Regions from separate parts of the Danio rerio genome. Here region 2 is linked to region 1. Evidence: chromatin contacts called from public HiChIP or PLAC-seq data. All regions are on one chromosome and are shown on one strand. The core of a region is the stretch at or near the end of the contact, and the rest is flanking DNA. Distances in the headings are between cores, read along the strand shown.

Evidence for each region. HiChIP or PLAC-seq counts read pairs in DNA pulled down with a chosen protein or histone mark.
Region 2: an H3K4me3 HiChIP or PLAC-seq map of embryo shows a contact between it and region 1, with 2.7 times the contacts expected there. The contact joins two enhancer-like sites. A contact is called at or near these places in 1 of 18 Hi-C or Micro-C datasets (caudal fin) and 1 of 4 datasets of contacts at active chromatin or transcription factors (embryo).

What each region holds. Positions count from the first base shown.
Region 1 is chr9:47,771,483-47,778,113 of GRCz12tu, reverse strand. hdac4 (histone deacetylase 4) reads left to right here. Exons shown (of 25, transcript NM_001039358.2): 12 at 267-453; 13 at 1,315-1,448. Among named protein-coding and RNA genes, the nearest start is that of hdac4, 110 kb to the left of the region's middle. Within about 2 kb of position 3,998, at least 8 of the 62 cell types and tissues checked have an H3K27ac peak or open chromatin away from gene starts, as enhancers often do.
Region 2 is chr9:48,077,982-48,084,963 of GRCz12tu, reverse strand. It overlaps a transcript of hdac4 not described here. Among named protein-coding and RNA genes, the nearest start is that of lct, 130 kb to the left of the region's middle. Within about 2 kb of position 1,698, at least 24 of the 62 cell types and tissues checked have an H3K27ac peak or open chromatin away from gene starts, as enhancers often do.

The sequences.
Region 1 (6,631 bases), core at 2,749-5,248:
ACTTTGAATGTTGACTACTGTGTTGTCCTTTCTAGTGTTTTGCAATGCATTGAGTGCCATCTGCTGGTTATATATGTAACTGCATGATAGATAAAAACCTGTTCCTCTTTATTAAGAAGGAAACATTGTTTTAAAGATTTAGCTGTTCATTTCCACAAGTCTTCCTCCAAACTTAAATTTACTGAAAGGTAATAATGTCTGTTTTTGACTTTCTCTCTCTGTCTCTCTCTCTCTCTCTCTCTCTCTCTCTCTCTCTCTCTGAGCAGCAAGCTCTCCTATTGGAGCAGCAGAGAATTCACCAGCTGAGGAACTATCAGGCGTCCATGGAGGCGGCCGGACTGTCCGTGTCTTTTCCAGTCCATCGGCCTCTTTCCAGAGCACAATCATCCCCGGCCTCTGCCACATTTCCCATCGTGGTGCAGGAACCTCCGGCCAAACCACGCTTTACTACCGGTCAGTCATTAGATAAGATGCTCTGTTGCACTGCTTTCATATGTGACCCTAAACCACAAAACCAGTCATATTGGTAGTTTATTTATTTATTTATTTAGTTTATTTATTTATTTATTTTACATTTTTGTTTTTTATTTTAATTATATATATATATATATATATATATATATATATATATATATATATTTTTTTTTTTTTTAAAGAAATTTATTTGTTCTGTCCACATGGTGACCTCGTTTGAAATATATTTTGGATGAAATTAGGTATAATTATAGGCATATAACAGGTATATTTACCTATATAGGAATACTAGGTTATACATTTACTTTATTGTCAGTTTAAAGCGACAGTCCACCCCAAAATGAAAACTAAATTATTAGTTCACTATGTTACAAACCTGGGCAGCATGGTGTCTCAGTGGTTGGCACTGTCATCTCACTGCAAGAAGGTCGCTGGTAAATTGGCCGTGAGGTGTGTGTGTGAGAATGTGAGAGTGTATGGGTGTTTCCCAGTGCTGGGTTGCAGCTGGAAGGGCATCCACTGTGTAAAACATATGCTGGATATCTTGGCGTTTCATTCTGCTGTGGTGACCCTTGATGAATTAAGGGACTAAGCCGAAGGTAAAGGAATGAATAAATGTTCTAAACCTGTATCCTTTTCTTAAGAAATGGTATTTTGATTTAGATTTTTTTAAACGCAGCTCTGCAAACAGAAATGAGTTTTGTCAGAGTTTCTGGATTAAATGCTCAGTTGTATTGCTGTCATATGTGACCATGGACAAAAAAAAAACAGTCATATAGATAGAAAAACAAAAACTTTGACTTCATGCTGACTTAAAAGTGTGTATTTGTCTTTGTACAGGTCTGGTGTACGACACACTGATGCAGAAACACCAGTGCATGTGTGGAAACAGTAACATCCACCCGGAGCACGCCGGACGCATCCAGAGCATCTGGTCACGACTGCAGGAAACTGGCCTGCGTGGACAGTGTGAGGTAATACTCGCTGTTTTATGTTCTAATGCTGACTCCATTTGATCTTTCTGCACCAAACTGATGACAGCTGGGCACTGTAGTGCGATTAAGAACGTTTCAGTCTATAGAGGGCGCTGTGGAGCCATCACAAACACAGCCACATCGCCCCGTTGATGAAACTTTATGAATAAACCTAAGCCTTTTGCTCAAGGAAAAAAGGGGGTGTGAGATTGATTCGAGTGCATTCGAGGGAAAATCAGGCTGGGAGAGAAGCAGACAACTTTTACATTAGAACAGAGGAGACAAAAAAAGTCTGAAGACCGCTCACAAAAATTTAAATAAAATGTAAAAAAAAAAAATATTAGAAATTCTTAGTTCGTGTTTTCTGCCACTTTTTTTGCTTTCCTTTTTTTTAATGGTAGCACCACATAAAGGGACAATTCACTCAATAATGAACACTATTTACACACCCTCAAGTGGTTATAAACTTTTATGAGTTTCTTCATGCTGTTTAACCCAAAAGAAGATATTTTGAAGAAAGCTGAAAACCTATAACCATTGACTTCCATAGTAGGAAAAAAAGAGCGTTTAAATTCAATGGTTACAGGTTTTAAACATACTTCAAAATATCTTCTTTTTTTGTTCAAGAGTAGAAAGAAACTCACAAAGGAGAGTAATATAGAATGTTTATTTTTGGGTAAACTAAAATCTTTCCAGCAGGATCTGAGATCAGTCAAAGAAGCAGTATTGTTAATTATTATTGTTAAGAGTTGTGAAATGTTGCCACTATCAATTTGAACAACAATAATTTTTATGTCTGCACAAAACTCCATACAAAAAAAAGCACCGCATTTTGTTTATTTGTTAAAAATTAATAATAATGTTCATTGTAATAGTGTTCATTTTCTTGTTTAGACGCATTGTTTTGCTTTATAATACACACTATACATATAATGTAAAATAAATATTGTCCCCAACTGTGGATGACTTTTAGTCTCGATTAAAATTGTACCTTTTTAGTTGAGCTTTTAGAGTCAATTGAAGAGATCAGGTTTTCAATGTTAAATTATTGAAAGAAGGTGAAAGTAAGGGCCAATTGGAGGAGGCTCATTCATTATCCTTGTGCTGCAGATGGTCTGTTTAACTGTATTCTCACTAGTGAAGCATTCAGTTTTTTCTCTTACTAAGTCGCCATGTTAATAGCAAATACGCCAAAGTGCGACACAACTGACTCTTAAAGGGAATGGGAGAGGAGACTCTGACTGGTTTATTCTCAAAACACACTCAGAACTCATTAAGAAAATAAGCTCAACCCTGTTAGACCATGTGCCGCATCACACAGCGTATTTTTCCGTTCTTAAAATTGCAAAAGTGGATTCAGACATACCCTCAATGTTTGTGTGCCATGCGCTTTAGACTTTGGGTCTAGATCGTTAAAATAGAACCCTATGTGTTTTACTTGTCTTGAAAATGCTTCTTGATTTAAGAATTGTTAGATTTTCCTACTCTAAGTAGGAAAAGCTATTTTTGCAGTGGAAACTTGAGGCCGCAAATAGACTGACTGAAGTCCAAGTCGAGTCTTTTTTGTTTGTTTGTCAAGCAAGTCTAAAGTCAAAATTTTGCGACTTAAGTCTGACTGAAGTCTGGTCATGTGACTGGAATCCCCCACGTCTGCTTTTGACTCCCAAAGTGGAAGCTTGGTTTATTTGCATTTTCATTAATTCATTTCCTTTGGGTTAGTCCCTTTAATCATCAGCGGTCGCCACAGCAGAATGAACCGCCAACTTATCCAGCATATGTTTTACACAGCGGATGCCCTTCCAGCTGCAACCAACCACTGGGAAACACCTATACACTACAGTCAATTTAGTTTATTCAATTCACCTATAGTGCATGTCTTTGGACTGTTGGGGAAACCGAAGCACCCGGAGGAAACTCATGCCAACACAGGGAGAACACGCAAACTCCACAGTGAAATGCCAACTGACCCAGCCAGAACTCAACCCAGCGACCTTCTTGCTGTGAGGCAACAGTGCTAACCAATGAGTCACCTCTTTTTAAAAAAGACCACGCTAAAAATATGTTGTCACCTGCGTCTGCAGCAAATTTTCATTCTATGCAAACTACACATGCTTCAAGACATGAATAAGATGATTCCACTCCGTTTTATTTTGCAAACTCAAAAAACCCCTTTTCCTCCCCAAAATGGGCGCAGAATCCCCGGCTGTGCCTGCTTATCTGGTCCTCCACCTGCTGAGGGCAATTCCTGAGCTCTGTCATCATCTGGAGCGCTGATCACTGCCGCCTTAATGGCCCTCGCTGGATCTAATCTCTCCTGCCACGCTGGCTCCATTGCGTCAGGCCTGTTAGAGTCAGTCGCGTAGCTGCAGTCTCTGTTTTCCTCCAAACAAACAAGTAAACAAGCACGACAATGGCGCACCCACCCACCCGCTCTCGCCCGCATGCGCTCCTTGGTGGGGATGTTTATTGTTCTGGGAGATGGAAACAGTGAATTGGGCCTCAATTAAAGGCAGTCATGCCTCTTAATACCCCCTAATCTACAGCAGGGGGGCCCTTAAAGAGTGTAGGGTTGTTTTAAGCTGCCGCCAGCCTGCACCGGACCCCCGCGGGCCCCTCTTTAACTGGCCCTGCTGTTAAATCCGAGATGTAGTACGTCCTGTTGCAGGTGTCACCTCCACTGAAAACCTCCCCAAAACGCTTCCACAGGTGGGCCGGTGGACCGATTCGCCTCCCTCTCTGATGGGTTTGTGCCTCGGAGGCCAGAGCTATTAAACAAAAAATGACATTATTGCAAATCCAGCAGCTCCGGCACCTCCAAGGGCCCACGGCTTTGTTCTGCAGACATGTGGGGCCTGGTTTGGAGTGGGAGGTGGATGTGGGGGTCTGTTTCAGCTCTGGTAGGACAGCTGAAAAAAAATGTAGGATAGATGGTGTGCAGGAAATTCTGTTGATCGTGTGGTTGATGAAACAGTAAAACGTTCAATTCAGTTCATCTTTATTTCTATAACGCTTTTTACAAGGCAGATTGTGTCACAGCAGCTTGAAGAAAATAGATGAGAGTTTATGCAGCTTACTATTTTAGATAGCATTCAAGCATATCAGACAGACAGAAGAGAGTTGTGGAATGTTGGTGTAGATCTGGTTAAATTAAAACGGATTAACCTCAGTTTTTTTTGTGTCACTGTTGAAGTTTATTTCAGTTTAAAACAAATATCACCGTTGAATACAAAAATCACCATTGAATACATCTCGGCAATACATACAGTGCTAAATACATGCAGATCTGCTTATCAGTTGATTTTAACCCTCTGGGGTCTGAGGGTGTTTTGGGGCTCTGGAGAAGTTTTGACATGCACTGACGTTTGTGTTGTTTTCAGTATCTTAAAAACATATTAATGGCTAAAGTGTGATAACACTGTAAACAGCACAATTTGGGCTACAATAATACCTAAGCAGCATGCTTGTCTGTGTTTGTGTTTTTGAGAAAGAAACATTTATGCATGGTTAGTGAAATCTTACATTTTGAAGTCACTGAAACAAGGCCGTGAAACACACAGAGAACATTTGTGCACAAGACTTTTGAGAACTGGATCTGGTAGTCTAGTGTTTTTGCTTCAAAATGATGTTACTTTATCAAGCAATGTTTGTTTTCAACTTGCATAGCTGCGTTTAAAAGTAGACAATTTAAGCTTTTTAGAAATACATGTCTCATCTGTGTGAGTTTTGTATTCACGGAGTTTCAGCGCATTTTACTGATACACTTCTCAGCAGTTCACGGAGAGAGAAAAGACAGAATGCCTACACTGTTTGTTTTCCTTATTTTGCAAAAGCACACACGTTTGTTGTTGTTGTGAGTGTACACAACAAAAAGTAGACACATAACAGATTTGATTGATGTATTGATCTTATGTGTACGATCAAAACTGAAAGTGTAATTTAAGTTCATTTCAGCAGTTTGACAACACTACTGGTCAAAACGCAGGTACACGGTCTTCGACCCCAGAGGGTTAAGAAAGACATTTTTGTAAACATTTGTTATCTTCAAAAATCAATGTTTTTGGACAGACTTGGCTTATGCTGTATAATTTACATTGTTAACCAATTGAAAATGTATTTTTAAAAATTTAAAATGTAAATTGTAGCTTTTTAACAAACAATAACAAAATGTTGAAATATAAATATTTAAATATTTAAATAAAAATAGTAAAACAAAGAAATACACTTACATAAAAAAGTATGTATATGTAATGTATATGTATATTTAATGTATTTCTACAGAAATGTCCCAGTATTTCTTTGTTGTAATAAGGATATCTCAATTAACCCCAAAAAAGCCAAAGCAAAGCAAACACTGCCAGTTTCTTTGGCATAAATGCAGCACTACAAATATAAAAATCGACTTAGACCTGATTTATAATGATTTTTTCAGCTGTAGTTTGAAACTTACACTGAGAAAATGCTTTTACCTAAGGACTTATTTTGCTGTCGCCATCTTGTGGTGGAACGTCAGCCGTCACTTTCTTTGGACCGCTCAGACAGGCTAATGGCTGCCGATGCTCTGAATACGAAATTTTTTAATCCGAAGTATTATTTTGATTACTTTGATTAAAAGATTATTTACATTCTTTGTGATTATTTTGCGTTTAATTAAGAATTTGGCAGGATTGCAAATATTTGCGACTTTTTGCTGATTTTACATAGGATTCAGCGATTGCGGCCTGGTATGTTATACACAAATAAATAAAAAAGACTTTAATAAATAAAAAAAAAGAATTGTAAAATGAATGAAAGTGTTTTTGGTGCAATTATCTCTTTGTCATTGGCCCATAAACATTTCATAACTGTAACAAAAGGCAATTCAACCATAACTTAATGTTACAACAGCTATCATAACATTATCAATATTTGGCTCATTTTTAGATTCTAGGAAGCTATAAAAATGTAAAACAGGAAATGCGTACAATTATTTTTCTTTACATCTCTCAAAATAGTCTGTCTGCCTGTCTGTCTGTCTGTCTGTCTATTTTTGAGAAAATTATTCAAATTTGTGAACAAACAACTTAATATTTTAGATCCATCTGTAACATATTTCTTAATAAAAAAATAATCAGGGTGAGGCAGTGGTGCAGTAGGTAGTGCTATCGCCTCACAGCAAGAAGGTTGCTGGGTCGCTGGTTCGAACC
Region 2 (6,982 bases), core at 449-2,948, 310 kb before region 1:
CAAACAGACATCCTGAGCTTATTGGCATTGCTTTCAAGGCACACACCCAGCAGCAGCATTTAAATAAAACTATAGTGCTTCATACCAAAACTACATACCAAATCTTCTTTTTTTTTTTTAATTTTTTTTTTTTATCGATATTGACAATGGTATTCGATCAATAAATGTCAATACCGATTTTTACCTCCCAGCCCTAAAACCTGAAAACCAGGGTTTATTCAGCAAATATTGATTGCATTAATATCAGATAAAGAGGAGTAGATGATGAGGTAAATGTCTTTGCTGTTTGTTCAAACTACTTATTTAAAATGAGCTGAATTAACACAATTCTTGATGTTTTTTGAGACAACTTAATTGTTTCATGTACAATCTACTTAAATTTGTCAAATCAATTCAGTTAACTTAATTTTTGTTGGGACAACATTAAGAAAATATGTGGAGCCCTGCAATTTTATTACAGTGTAAATTTTTATTATTTGGTGAACAATCCTTTTAGATTCAGTAGAAATATGATTTTTTTGATAATTAATTCGGTAAATATATATAATAGTTGTTTTATTGATACCGCATGAGGGAGAATAAGTGATGAGGGAATTTTAAGTCTCTTTTATCTAACTTCAGTAGAAACTGAGAATTTGTTTTAAGATCTACACATTTTTACATTTTTAAAGCCATGATGAACAGTCTTTTCTTCAGCAGAAACAACATGTTGTGATTTGAAAACCAGGGTTAATTCAGCAAATATTGATTTTTCTAATACCAGATAAGGTGGAATAAATAATGAAAAATAATTTTCGTTTTTGAGTGAACCATCCCTTTAAATCCAAAAGAAACGGAGAATTTTCTAAAGGCCTACCAATTTTTTTTTATACATTTTTAATGTTATAATATATGGGGCTGCACAATGTATCATTTCAGCATCGATATTGCAATGTGTGTCCAAAGTAGTCACATCGTGGGATATGATATGTGGAGTTGGGATTATATTTGATCAACACTTGAGAGATTTGTGAAGTCATATATAACCATCTGAAGTCAACGTATAACCAACAGAGTGAAGCTTTATCATTTGCGTGTGCTTTAAAGGCATTTTAAGAGAGTTTAATGCATTTGGCACAATAACATACAATTATAACTTTAATGAAGAATAATTTGGCTGAATTATTAATTTAAATGAAGACTATACAGTTGATTATGTTGGTGAATACAGATTGACTCTCCGGAAAAGCAAAAAGCACTACTTATTTAAATTTTTTTGCTTGATGTTAGGTATTCTTGCTTGCAATTTGTTTATTATATTTTATAGATAATTATAAATGTATTCATTCAGTTTCAACAAATGTTTTCAATGAGGGTTAATATAGATTTTTATTAATACCAGATGAGGGAGAATAAACAATGAGGATTTTCATTATTGGCTGAACTTTCCCTTTAAATTCAAAGGCTAGAGTATTTTGTAATGGTCTAAAATTTTCCATAGCTAGCTCCACACGAGAGGGTTAAATATTGTTTTTGATACTTTAAAAACGGTCTTGAGGTGAAGGATCAGACAGAACATGAGGGTTGGCAGGTTTTCTGGTGTGGTGACGTCTGTGCTGTCCTGTGCTGCTGGTTATATCATGCTTGTCGGTCTGGGCTGCTGTCACACATAGCTGCTGGTTGCAGTTCTAGCATGTGGCATCATGCACAGGCATATAAATCCAGGCTTTAATCACAGCCTGTAGGAAACTCACTCGTCTTTCCACATTCCGGCTCTCAAGGACCGGCGCTCAGACCTTGTAAATTCCAGGCCCCACAGGAAGAAGGTCAAAGCAGCCCTTCTCAGATCTTGGCAGCAGAGAGTTAATCCAGACTTGCATGACCCTAGTTGTGCACTTTCTGCAAACAAACAACATACAGTTAATGTTCACACTGTTTTTTTGTTGTTGCTGTAGTTGTTCAGTGATCTTGTATGGCTTTATATGGATTTGAAAGTTTTATTTATTTATTTATTTACTTATTTTTTTGCTTTTAATTCACTTTGAAAAACATGAGAAAGTAGTATTTAATGACATTTAAGCCTTTTTATTTTAATGTATTTTTGATTTAATGACAATTAAATCAGTTTTTCCAACAACTCAAATATAATCCCAGTCATTATAATGCAGTTAAAAAATGTATAGTGTATATATAAGGCTGCACGATATTTTGTTTTTTCTGCAATTTGAATAAAATTTAAGTAACATTTTTGAAAGAATTCATAGTTTTACATTGGCTGGGATGATTTTGTAGCGGAGCGCATCTGGATAGGCAACACAAAATTATCAAAAAATATGCAAAATACAAAACAGATGGAAAAAAACAGAAATAAACAGCACTTTATAGTTTTCTGTGAAGTCTAACAGTCATGAAATTCATTAATCACATGTAACGTAACATGGTATGAACTGTGGTTTCTGGTTAATTATAATCCCAAGTTATTTTTAAGTTCTTCTTTCGCCAATAATTTTATAATAGCTAATAGAAATAGAATTTTTTTTTGTTTAGATTTAAAATGAGATTGTGGGATTATCTGCGGGATTAAGCTTTTTAACTAGTTAGCTAGTCAACTAATCCAATTACTCAAGAGTAATCTCACTTGTACTGGATATACACTAATGTCCATGTGTTTGCTGTCGGCAAGATTGTGGAAAGAAATGTAAAAGGCTAATAAAATAATCATAAATGGCTGTAAAAACGTACAAAAAAAGCTTAACTAAGCCTAAAAAATTTCAGTTGTCATATAAAAATCTTTAATATACTGTAATATATATTATATTATTATTATAATAAATTTATATTTATTTTAATATAATAAAACGTACGTATGCCAGAATAGTTGGCGGTTCATTCCGCTGTATTATATATATATAACATAATATAATGTAATATAATATAATTTAATACAATTTGATATAATATAATATTTAATATAATTGAATATAATTTATTTAATTTATAATAATTTACATAGTAATTTATATAATATATATAATATAATTTATTTTGAACAAAAAAATCATTATTGGTGTGCAAAAGCAATCTAAATACACTAACATTTTGATAGTTTAGATATTTTCTGACATATTTGCATCTCTTTTTGTGTGTTATCAGTTGAAATATAGGCTTGCATGATTGACATTCTCCTCAACCAATAGTGACTTGTCTATGATTGAATAATTCATTGCACAACTCCACTTATCGACTAAACTGAGAAACTTTCTCACCTTGAAAGGCATTTTCACCCAGCATCGTTTATCTCTCTCTTACTCTCTCTCTCTTTCTCTCTCTCTCTCTCTCTCCCTCTCTCTCTCTTATCTCTCTCTCCCTCCCTCTCTCTCTCCACACATGCAATCTGTGTGACTTGGCAAAGTAGGATTCTGAATAACGACAGCGCTTAGTGAATGTGACTAAATGGCAACGTTTAGGCCCACGCTTTATATAGTCTCAAATAACAATTTAAATCAGTTTGAGACCCTCGCTAATCAATTCTCCTCCTTAGGGGACATAATTAACAGTGCTGGATGACTCATGGAGATTGGCAGATTGCACCGTTTGCTGCATCTGTGGCTGAAGAGAGGGAAGAGAGGCAGAATTTGGCTCCAGCCTCTCTTACATGATGCTTAGCGAGGAAAAGCGATAACAGGAGACGGGGTGTAACTGTAGGTGGTAAATGCGGCTGGACAGGCGACAAGTACGACTGGCGATCCGCAGAAAGGTTGTCCCCTAACTGGAAAATTGGATGTTTGTCGCGAGCAGTGTTATTTCGAGGATCGTCTTAATGTCCCTGAGGCCTGATGTCATCTGCTGTGTCTCTGGGTAGATGTAGGATGGTGGGAAATGAGCTCCTTAAAGGAACAGTTCAGCCAGAAATGAACATTTTGTCAGTATTTGTTCAGGGATTGGTGATCGTGACTGATTTTATTGTTGTGAAAAAGCATTTCAGGTTCACACTCTTACTTGAGGGTTTAATGTGCTTTCTGAAGACTGGAATATAGTTGAAGAGTAATTTGCATCGGTATAATACTTCGTTTTTAGTAGGGTTTTTTTTTTCCATTTTGGTGCCGGACTTCTCATTCACTTTTATTGTTTTTTTATTGTTTTTTTTAAGAGACATTCAATTTAATTTAACTTAAAAGTTTGTGTTTTTGTAATTAAAGTTAGTCATCTATTAGGGCTGCACAGTTTATTGCAGGGGCTGTTGCAGGGGCTGTTGCCTCACAGCAAGAAGGTCGCTGGTTCGAACCTCGGCTCAGTTGGCATTTCTGTGTGGAGTTTGCATGTTCTCCCTGCCTTCGCGTGGGTTTCTTCCGGGTGCTCCGGTTTCCCCCACAGTCCAAAGACATGCGGTTCAGGTGAATTGGGAAGGCTCAATTGTCCGTAGTGTATGAGTGTGTGTGTGAATGTGTGTGTGGATGTTTCCCAGAGATGGGTTGCGGCTGGAAGGGCATCCGCTGCGTAAAAAACTTGCTGGATAAGTTGGCGGTTCATTCCGCTGTGGCGACCCCGGATTAATAAAGGGACTAAGCCGACAAGAAAATGAATGAATGAATGAGTTTATTGCAGGGGTCACCAAACTTGTTTCTGGAGGGCCGGTGTCCTGCAAATTTTAGCTCCAACCCTAATCAAACACACCTGAACAGGCTAATCAAGGTCTTACTAATGCCTAGTTCAGACTGCGTGATTTTAGCCCCGATTTTGGCTCGCCGACAGGTTTTGAGAAATCGCCAACAAATGCCTGAAATCACAGGCAAATCGGTGCTCGTGCACGTGAGTGACAATCACACAGTATGAACAATCAAAGACACGATCTGAGAGAATCGCAGATGAGTCGCCGATGCCTGTGAGATATTTGTCATGCTAAATATCTGGAGCTGTCGGCGATTCAAATCATGCCGTGTGAATTGAGTTTTGACTAAAAATAACATCAGCCATCACTTGTGTGTGCGTGTGTGTATACCTGCTGCAGGCCAGCGGGAGGCTGGGGGAGAAGTTAAAAGAGCTCTTTTTCGGTTTATTTGGACCCACGAAATGGAGGAAAAACTAGTGGAGGTTTGACAGGACTCAGGAGCAACCGTGTCTGTTTGACATTTCATACAGAAAGAAATTAATTTATTATCAACGTTGAGGAGAAATGGCTAATTCCCTTTAAACCCAGGTGAGCAAACATGTACATGTTCTACCCCATTAAAGGCTTCTTTCTCATTATGTAGTTAATAATAAAAGATATACTACATGTTTTTGGCTGTGAGACGTAGTTTGGACGAAGTTGTCGGCGATTCTCCCTATAGAAAAGTCATGCAATGTGAATGTCCATGTCGCCGAACCATCTTGCAGTGTAAACAAAGCAGCGACGAAACGCTAGCCCAGATAGTCATGCAGTGTGAAAACATCTGTGACACGACTAGTTTGAAAATCATGCAGTCTGAACTCGGCATTAGTATACTTGAAACACTCAGGCAGGTGTGTTGAGCCAAGTTGGAGCTAAACCCTGCAGGGCACCAGACCTCCAGGAACAAAATTGGTGACGCCTGATTTATTGAAATCATTTTCATAATGTGGAAAACACTGGGATTTTTTTTAATGAATAAATCAAAACAGTCCTTTAGCTGATGTCAAAGTCATAATAATATATGAATACCCATGTTCATTCACAGCCTTTGCTCAATACTTTGTTGATGCTCCTTTGGCAGTAATTACAGCCTCAAGTCTTTTTGAATATGATGCTACAAGCCTGGCACACCTGTCTTTGGGAGTTTTTGCCCATTCCTCTTTGCAGTACCTCTCAAGCTCTGTCAGGTTGGATAGGAAGCGACGATGTACAGGCATTTTCAGATCTCTCCTGAGATCTATTTAGGTCTGGGCTCTGCATGTTCCACTCAAGTACATTCACTGAGTTGTTGTGAAGCCACTCCATTGACATTTTGGCAGTGTGCTTGGGTCATTGTCCTGCTGGAAGATGAACCGTCGCCCCAGTCTGAGGTCAAGGGCACTCTGAAGCAGGTTTTAATTCTCTGTACATTACTGCATTCATCTTTCCCTCTATCCTGACTAGTCGTCCAGTTCCTGCTGCTGAAAAAATGGCTTCCATCTGGCCACTCTACCATACAGGCCTGATTGGTGGATTGCTGCACAGATGGTTGTCCTTCTGTAAGTTTCTCCTCTCTCTAGAAGAATGCTGGAGCTCAGACAGAGTGAGCATCGGGTTATTGATTACCTCCCTGACTAAGGCCCTTCTCCCCTGATCACTCAGCTAAGATGGCCCGTCTGTTCTAGGAAGCGTCCTGCTGGTTTCAAACATCTTTCACTCACAGATGATGGGAAGCCACTGTGCTTATTGGAACTTTCAGAGCAGCAGAAGTTTTTCTGTAACCTTCCCCAGCCTGGTGCCTCAAGACAACCCTGTCTTGTAGGTCTACAGACAATTACTTTGTCTTCATGCTTGGTTTGTGCTTTGACATGCACTGTCAACCCTGGGACCTTTTATAGACAGCTGTATGTCTTTTCAAATCATGTACAATCAACTGAATTTACCACAGGTGAACTCCAATTAAGCTGCTGAAACATCTGAAGAATGATCAGTGGAAAGAGAAGGTACCTGAGCTCAATTTAGAGCTTCACTGCAGATAATGTGAATACTTATGTACATGTGATTTTTTTTTTTTTCAGCTTTGTATTTTTAATAAATTTGCAACAATTTCAAAAAAATCTTTTTTCACATTGTCATTATGGGGTATTGTGTGTAGAATTTTGAGGAAATAAATTATTTAATTTTGGAATAAGACTGTAACAAAAAATGTGGATAAAGTGAAGCGCTATGAATACTTTCCGGATGCACTGTAGATACACATATACATACATGCATACATACATACATACAGTACATGTATGATATATATCATATTAGTCATGACTAATAGCTAGGCCCACATGGAATCTGCAGATTTTTAGCTCATCATTATTT